Regions from separate parts of the Xenopus tropicalis genome. Here region 1 is linked to region 2. The links are chromatin contacts, called in public Hi-C maps. All regions are on one chromosome and are shown on one strand. The core of a region is the stretch at or near the end of the contact, and the rest is flanking DNA. Distances in the headings are between cores, read along the strand shown. Region 1 has its middle 14 kb from the start of skida1. Region 2 overlaps mllt10 (protein AF-10).

Region 1 (3,231 bases), core at 336-2,835, 75 kb after region 2:
CTCTGTCTGAACTGATTAAAAAAGGAAAACAAACTAAAATACAATTTTTTAGTGGCAAACCACAAGATCTGTAAGCTCTATTTATACCCCCCTGATATTCTTGGTTGTCAGGTTTTAGATATGAGAAGGAATACATTATACATATAAGAATATATAATAACCTTCAGATAAATGGAACACAATCCCCCTTGAAACACTAATTTTGAGAAATGTTTCTCCATATTTAAGGCCCAGGTATTTGGCCAAAGCCACAAACCCCTTCGGCATTTGTTAACAATAAAACAGAAAAGGAACTGGAGGACTCAGGGTACAATTTATTCCATAAAACAAAGGAGCATTACTGGGACTGGGTGCAGTTATAGAGAATAGAAACCAGAGCTGCCTCTACACCTGCCCTACAGCCCCACAGCCCCACAGCCCATGATTGTTTCCTTGCAAATAACCCTCACCCTTACATTGTACCCACAGCCTCATATTCCACAACAGGTATAATAAATATTCCCCTACAAACTGGCATCTCTGTCCAAAGGGATACAAGGAAGTTAATGGAATTATTGGTTACAGATTTCAAGCTGATTACTATATATATTAATCAGTTTGAAATCTGTAACTAATTATTCCAGTAGAGTTAACTATATATATATAAAAAAAAATATATATATATTATATATATATATATATAGTTTTTTTTAATTAAACACATTTCATTAGAGTATTTCCTTTGAACTGCACAATTGCAATCTTTCTGGAATTTGTATCTGCCTAATTCAAAGTGAAATATTCCAACAAAAGTTATTTTGTCCTATTAGAGAATAATAGATTATATTGTAAATAACATGCAGTTAGAACCAGTAGCTCACTGCTATGTTGTGTGAGGGGAAAGGGAATATCAAACACAGACACAAAGGTTTTATTTATAGGCTTTTGCTGGAGAAATCGTTACTTTGATAAGGTTTGGGAGAACAAATTGTCAGAATATATTTCATGTTACACAAATACAAATAAATAACTATGCAGCAGAAGCCTGACAGCATTTATCTGAGATTCATATTAGCACATGATTATCTCGTAGTGACAAGCAGAAAATAAGGAGAAGGCATTAGCCATAATACTCTCGGCGTTAGCCCCCTGGTTGGGAATCATAGTCTGCGGGCAGTGGCTACATGGAAACCAATATGGACCCTGTAATTAAACTGGATTTAATCATTTAGCAGCTCCTGTGAGCTTCAGTGACTCCCCACCCCTTAGTTTATACGAATATTTATAGGAAATGTGACATTTTTAAAGGAAAAGTAAAGGCTCCTTTTGTTTTTTTTTTCCCCTTAGCTCTTAGGGTGTTGTTGTTAATCTATTGTGACATCAATCATTAAAGCCCTGTGAGAAAGGATCCTGTTTGTGTTCCTGGGCTGGAAATGTACTGAGCGCAAAAAGCAGCAGAACTGATGGGATCCACCAAGGGGAATCTGCCTGTGAAAGATCAGGGCTGCGCTTTCTCCCCCGGATAATGGCAGATTCCGTGTGACTGATCAGAGAGCCGGGCTATTGTGCCATATAATGAGTGGAAGGCTAGTGACGTGGGAGTGCGACAATAGCAGCCCTGAATCAGTCGCTGTGATTGACAGTCGGGTACTGTATGACCTCAGGGAATCGGACTCATTAGAGGGGGCTGCGCTGGGACATCTACTGGGATTACAAGGCTGCTGCCCCCCTAATCCAACTCCATATTCCCTGGAAATACCTGTTTAACAGACAAGATCGCTAGAAATCTTTCATTATTGTTATCTCTGCCCAATCGTCCCATCTATTCCTACTGCACAAGTCTGGGGCAGAATGAATGAAGATTAGCAGTGTATATTACTTACACCCTATTGCAGCAAAACGATTAAAACGCAGGAACATCCCCTGATCAGATTCAAAGAAGTCAAAATAAATTGTGCAGAAAAAATACAAGAACACGCATTGCCCGTATTAAATCATTAATATACATTGATCTGAAATATAAATGATAAAATATACACATTATTTGCAACAGTATGTTAAGAGGAGAAAATAGCTCAGGGCTTTTCAGTCTGCGTTTAGAAAGCCTTGATTAACTACAACTCCCAGCATCCCCTCTGGAACTTCAGTTGCCCCAGTGCATCAGTCATCTGTGTATGGATTTATTTGTTTCAGTTTGTATAAAAGCAGATGTGATTCCAGCACAACCTGTAGAACATATACAGTTGTGTATTTCAACACAACTTACCGTATTTATTATGTAAACTGGGTCCTGGAGAATTGTGTGTAGAATTGTGTGTAGGATTGTGTGTAGAATTGTGTGTAGAATTGTTGCACCCTCGTCTCCCCAAAAAGAAATTTACTCATATTTACACACACTAGTTTATCTATCTATCTATCTTTCTATCTATCATCTATCTATCTATCTATCTATCTATCTATCATCTATCTATCTATCTATCTATCTATCTATCTATCTATCTATCATCTATCTATCTATCTATCTATCATCTATCTATCTATCTATCATCTATCTATCTATCTATCTATCTATCTATCTATCTATCTATCTATCATCTATCTATCTATCTATCTATCTATCTATCTATATCTATCTATCTATCTATCTATCTATCTATCTATCTATCTATCTATCTATCTATCTATCTATCTATCTATCTATCTATCTCTATCATCTATCTATCTATCAATCATCTATCTATATCTATATATATATTGTGTGAACTGGGTCCTGGAGAATTGTGTGTAAGGGCCCTTTTCCCCTGTAGGTAAACATGTCACTCACAGTTGCACCCTGGTCTCCCCAGGACACAAGCTGTGTGATTGTACAAATTACACACACAAAATTCTAGGCATTTCTGAGATATTTGGCTGGACTGAAAGGATTGTCAGAGGGGAAAGAATAATGAATTTACGGCAAATACTGAATCTGTTCGGGCAGCTTCTTTATAATGCATCTTGCACTGGAATCTGGGAACCGCCGATATCCCATAATAAACAGAGAGAAGGTTATTCTCGCAGATCTCTGGGGCAGCAAACTAATATTTTGTGTAATGAAATAATGAAATAATCCATGACAAAAAGAGTAGGGATAGAGCAGGGAAATAGTCCTATTAGTATTATTATTAATAATATTATTTCTAAGGAAGCAACAATATGCATTTCTGTGATACATCTGACTCACTTGCATTGTTTGTCTGTAACTATCCTGTG
Region 2 (2,846 bases), core at 64-2,563:
AAAATATTTGTTTAGCAGCTCTCCAGTTTGGTGTTTTAGAAGCTATCTGGTTTCTAAGGTCCAAATTACCTTAGCAGCCAGGGGAATTGTGGGGAATTGTTGGAATGAGTGACGTATATGAATAGGAGAGGACCTGAATACAAAAATAAGTTATGAAAATGAACAATAACAGGAAAACTGTAGCTTCACACAACAATAGTTTTCTGGCCGGGGTCAGTGACCTCCATTTGAAAGTTGCAAGGAGTTGGAGAAGAAGATGGCAAGAAATTAAAAAACTATAACAAATAAATAATGAAGACCAATTGAAAAGCTGCTTAGAATTGGCCATTTTAGAACATACTAAAAGTTAACTGAAAGGTGAACTACCCCTTTAAAGGCTGTTGTATGTCGAGTTCTACCTCTTATTTTCTATGAGAAACAATGGGGATGGTTAATCTCTAAACAGATTTGTATGGACACAGCTGACCCACACAATACAATTGTTTTAAAGGGGGTTCAAGGAAAGAACTCTCCATCAACATTTAAGGAGGAAAGTTATTTGCTTCCCTGATACCCTGAGCTTTTTCTCCTGCTTTAATTAAACTTCACAGGCCCATGGTATTTCTACAGGATCTTATTTGTCGCAAACTTTGGTGTCAGATGCCTGAAGAGTGTGTGCACAGAAATGTTGTTTTGCTCACAGAATGGTGGCAAATATATGCATGTATTTATTTCATGGACATACTGAATTTTCTGCGCACTGTACAATTTGTACTACTTACTATTGTCATTAATTGGGTGTGTCTCTGAGCACAAAGCATAGAGAGAACACTGCACTGTTCACAAGTTTAAAGTAAGCAAATAAATAACATAAAAAAAAAAAAAAAGAGAGAGAGAGAGTACGGAAAAGAAAGAGACAAGAAAAGTAACCAGAAAGAGAAAGGCTAGAGATGTATCACACCCAGAAAATACAAGGAGATGATAAATGACTGACAGGTCTAATGCCTTGAATGAATGCTTTGTGTTTAGGGTCAGCCTCATACTCCATGAGCTGTGTAGCAAAAGCCACCGCAGTAAAATGAATTGCAATAAAGAGTGCAAGAAACTGCCAAAGGTAAACATTAACAAGAAAACCTGCTGACTCAAAGGTTGGCAAGGGAGCTTCCTCAGGCGTTGGATCCCCACGCTAACCTCTGAATGAGAAACCATGACATGTTAAAACACCCCTCTGCTGTTTGCTGGCTTAATACCAGACAGACACACGTGGTAAATCTTGGTGAAAAGCTGTCACAAAGAATGCAGTTACACAGCATTCCTGATAATCAGCCAGATGGTTCGGATTTCACTAACAACTTTTGTATTGTAACAATCCTCCCCCACCAGCTTTCAAGCTGCCTTCAGAGGTGCCAATGAGAAACCCAAGATAGTATCTGCTCTGTAATAAATGGAGCAATATGCAATCATCTTTCAAAAAGGGCATTTATTGCCCTTCTTTAGAAGATATTGCATATGTGCCTATTAGCCAAAAACAGAACACATTTCTGATAAAGGCACCTTGTTTCAAGACACTATTTACTGAACACTGTATTTACCCCAAACACTTAGGGGCCGATTCACTAATGTATGAATCCAAATCATGAAATCTGATCATTTCTGATTATGGCAAATGTTACAAAAAAAATGTCTAAATACGAAAATTTTGTACTTGTGATCCGAAAGTTCAGAAATTTTCATATTGAATCGATCATTTGCGAATGGCGACCAGATAGTCACAAAATTTTTGTATTGCAACGATTGTAAACGGAACTAAACCCTTTCTGACTTTGACACTTCAATGCATGATGTGGGAAGCCTCCCATAGGACTCAATGGCACTCTGCAGCGCCAACCTGGCCCAAGGAAAGTCTCCCATAGGGCTCAATGGCACTCTGCAGCTCCAACCCGGCCCAAGGAAAGTCTCCCATAGGGCTCAATGGCACTCTGCAGCTCCAACCCGGCCCAAGGAAAGCCTCCCATAGGGCTCAATGGCACTCTGCAGCTCCAACCTGGCCAAAAGAAAGTCACGATACCGAAGCTGGAATGAATTCCGAAACTTTTATACTCATTGCAACAAATACGACAAATTATTGTGCAAAGTACGAAAAAGTTGCGCAAATTAAAGAAAATATTGTACAAAATACTCACAGTTCGAAAACTTACAAAAAATACAAATTTTTTGTAATCGCAACCAATCGTACTTTGATAAATGGGCCCCAAAGTGATACAGCGGTGGAGGACTTAGTACCACAAAAATAAGTTGTTTTTTTTTTTTTTTAAATAAAAACAAAATGGGCCTTTTTTAAACCTACTGCCAGTGCAATACATCTCAGTGATCAACCTGCTAAAAAATGTAATTTTATTTAAAAAAATCCTTTTTTTGCTTTTTAGATTTTAGTATTATTTTCACAGTAAGGAAATATATGCCCAAAGAACAATGTGCACTCGGCATTTCACCCTATGTGGGCTTCTTCCAGCATGAAGGAAGTGCTATGTGGGGCCAAATCATTGCCAGGTGTGCAATGAAACTCTATCTTCCTTTAACCCCTTCGCTGCTACCAGCCCCACATACCAAATCCTCAGGATTATACACAATAACAAACTCAATTTCTACTCTTTTTGGATGCCAGTGTGCTGACAAGAGTTCCTTAAGCTTTTCCTATTATATTGGATGTTTGCATTTCCTTAATTAGAAAAGGGACTACCCAGACTGCTTTTCCACTAACAGCATTAGCTGAGCAAAGAAAAAAATATATACTTTAGCTCCATGCTACTGGGAGGAGACATTCTCTATTAACTCTGCTTAGCAAAACCAAGTCAGAATACAAATCT

What was found. Hi-C and Micro-C count contacts between places; a contact is called where the count stands out from the background.
Region 1: a Hi-C map of neurula embryo shows a contact between it and region 2, with 2.5 times the contacts expected there. The contact joins two enhancer-like sites. A contact is called at or near these places in 2 of 5 Hi-C or Micro-C datasets (gastrula embryo and neurula embryo).

The regions. Positions count from the first base shown.
Region 1 is chr6:27,231,451-27,234,681 of UCB_Xtro_10.0, forward strand. No RefSeq gene overlaps it. Among named protein-coding and RNA genes, the nearest start is that of skida1, 14 kb to the left of the region's middle. Within about 2 kb of position 1,586, at least 1 of the 11 cell types and tissues checked has an H3K27ac peak or open chromatin away from gene starts, as enhancers often do. A contact at or near this core is called in neurula embryo, where this site is marked.
Region 2 is chr6:27,156,593-27,159,438 of UCB_Xtro_10.0, forward strand. All of the region lies in intron 3 of mllt10 (protein AF-10), which reads right to left. Among named protein-coding and RNA genes, the nearest start is that of mllt10, 55 kb to the right of the region's middle. Within about 2 kb of position 1,314, at least 4 of the 11 cell types and tissues checked have an H3K27ac peak or open chromatin away from gene starts, as enhancers often do. A contact at or near this core is called in neurula embryo, where this site is marked.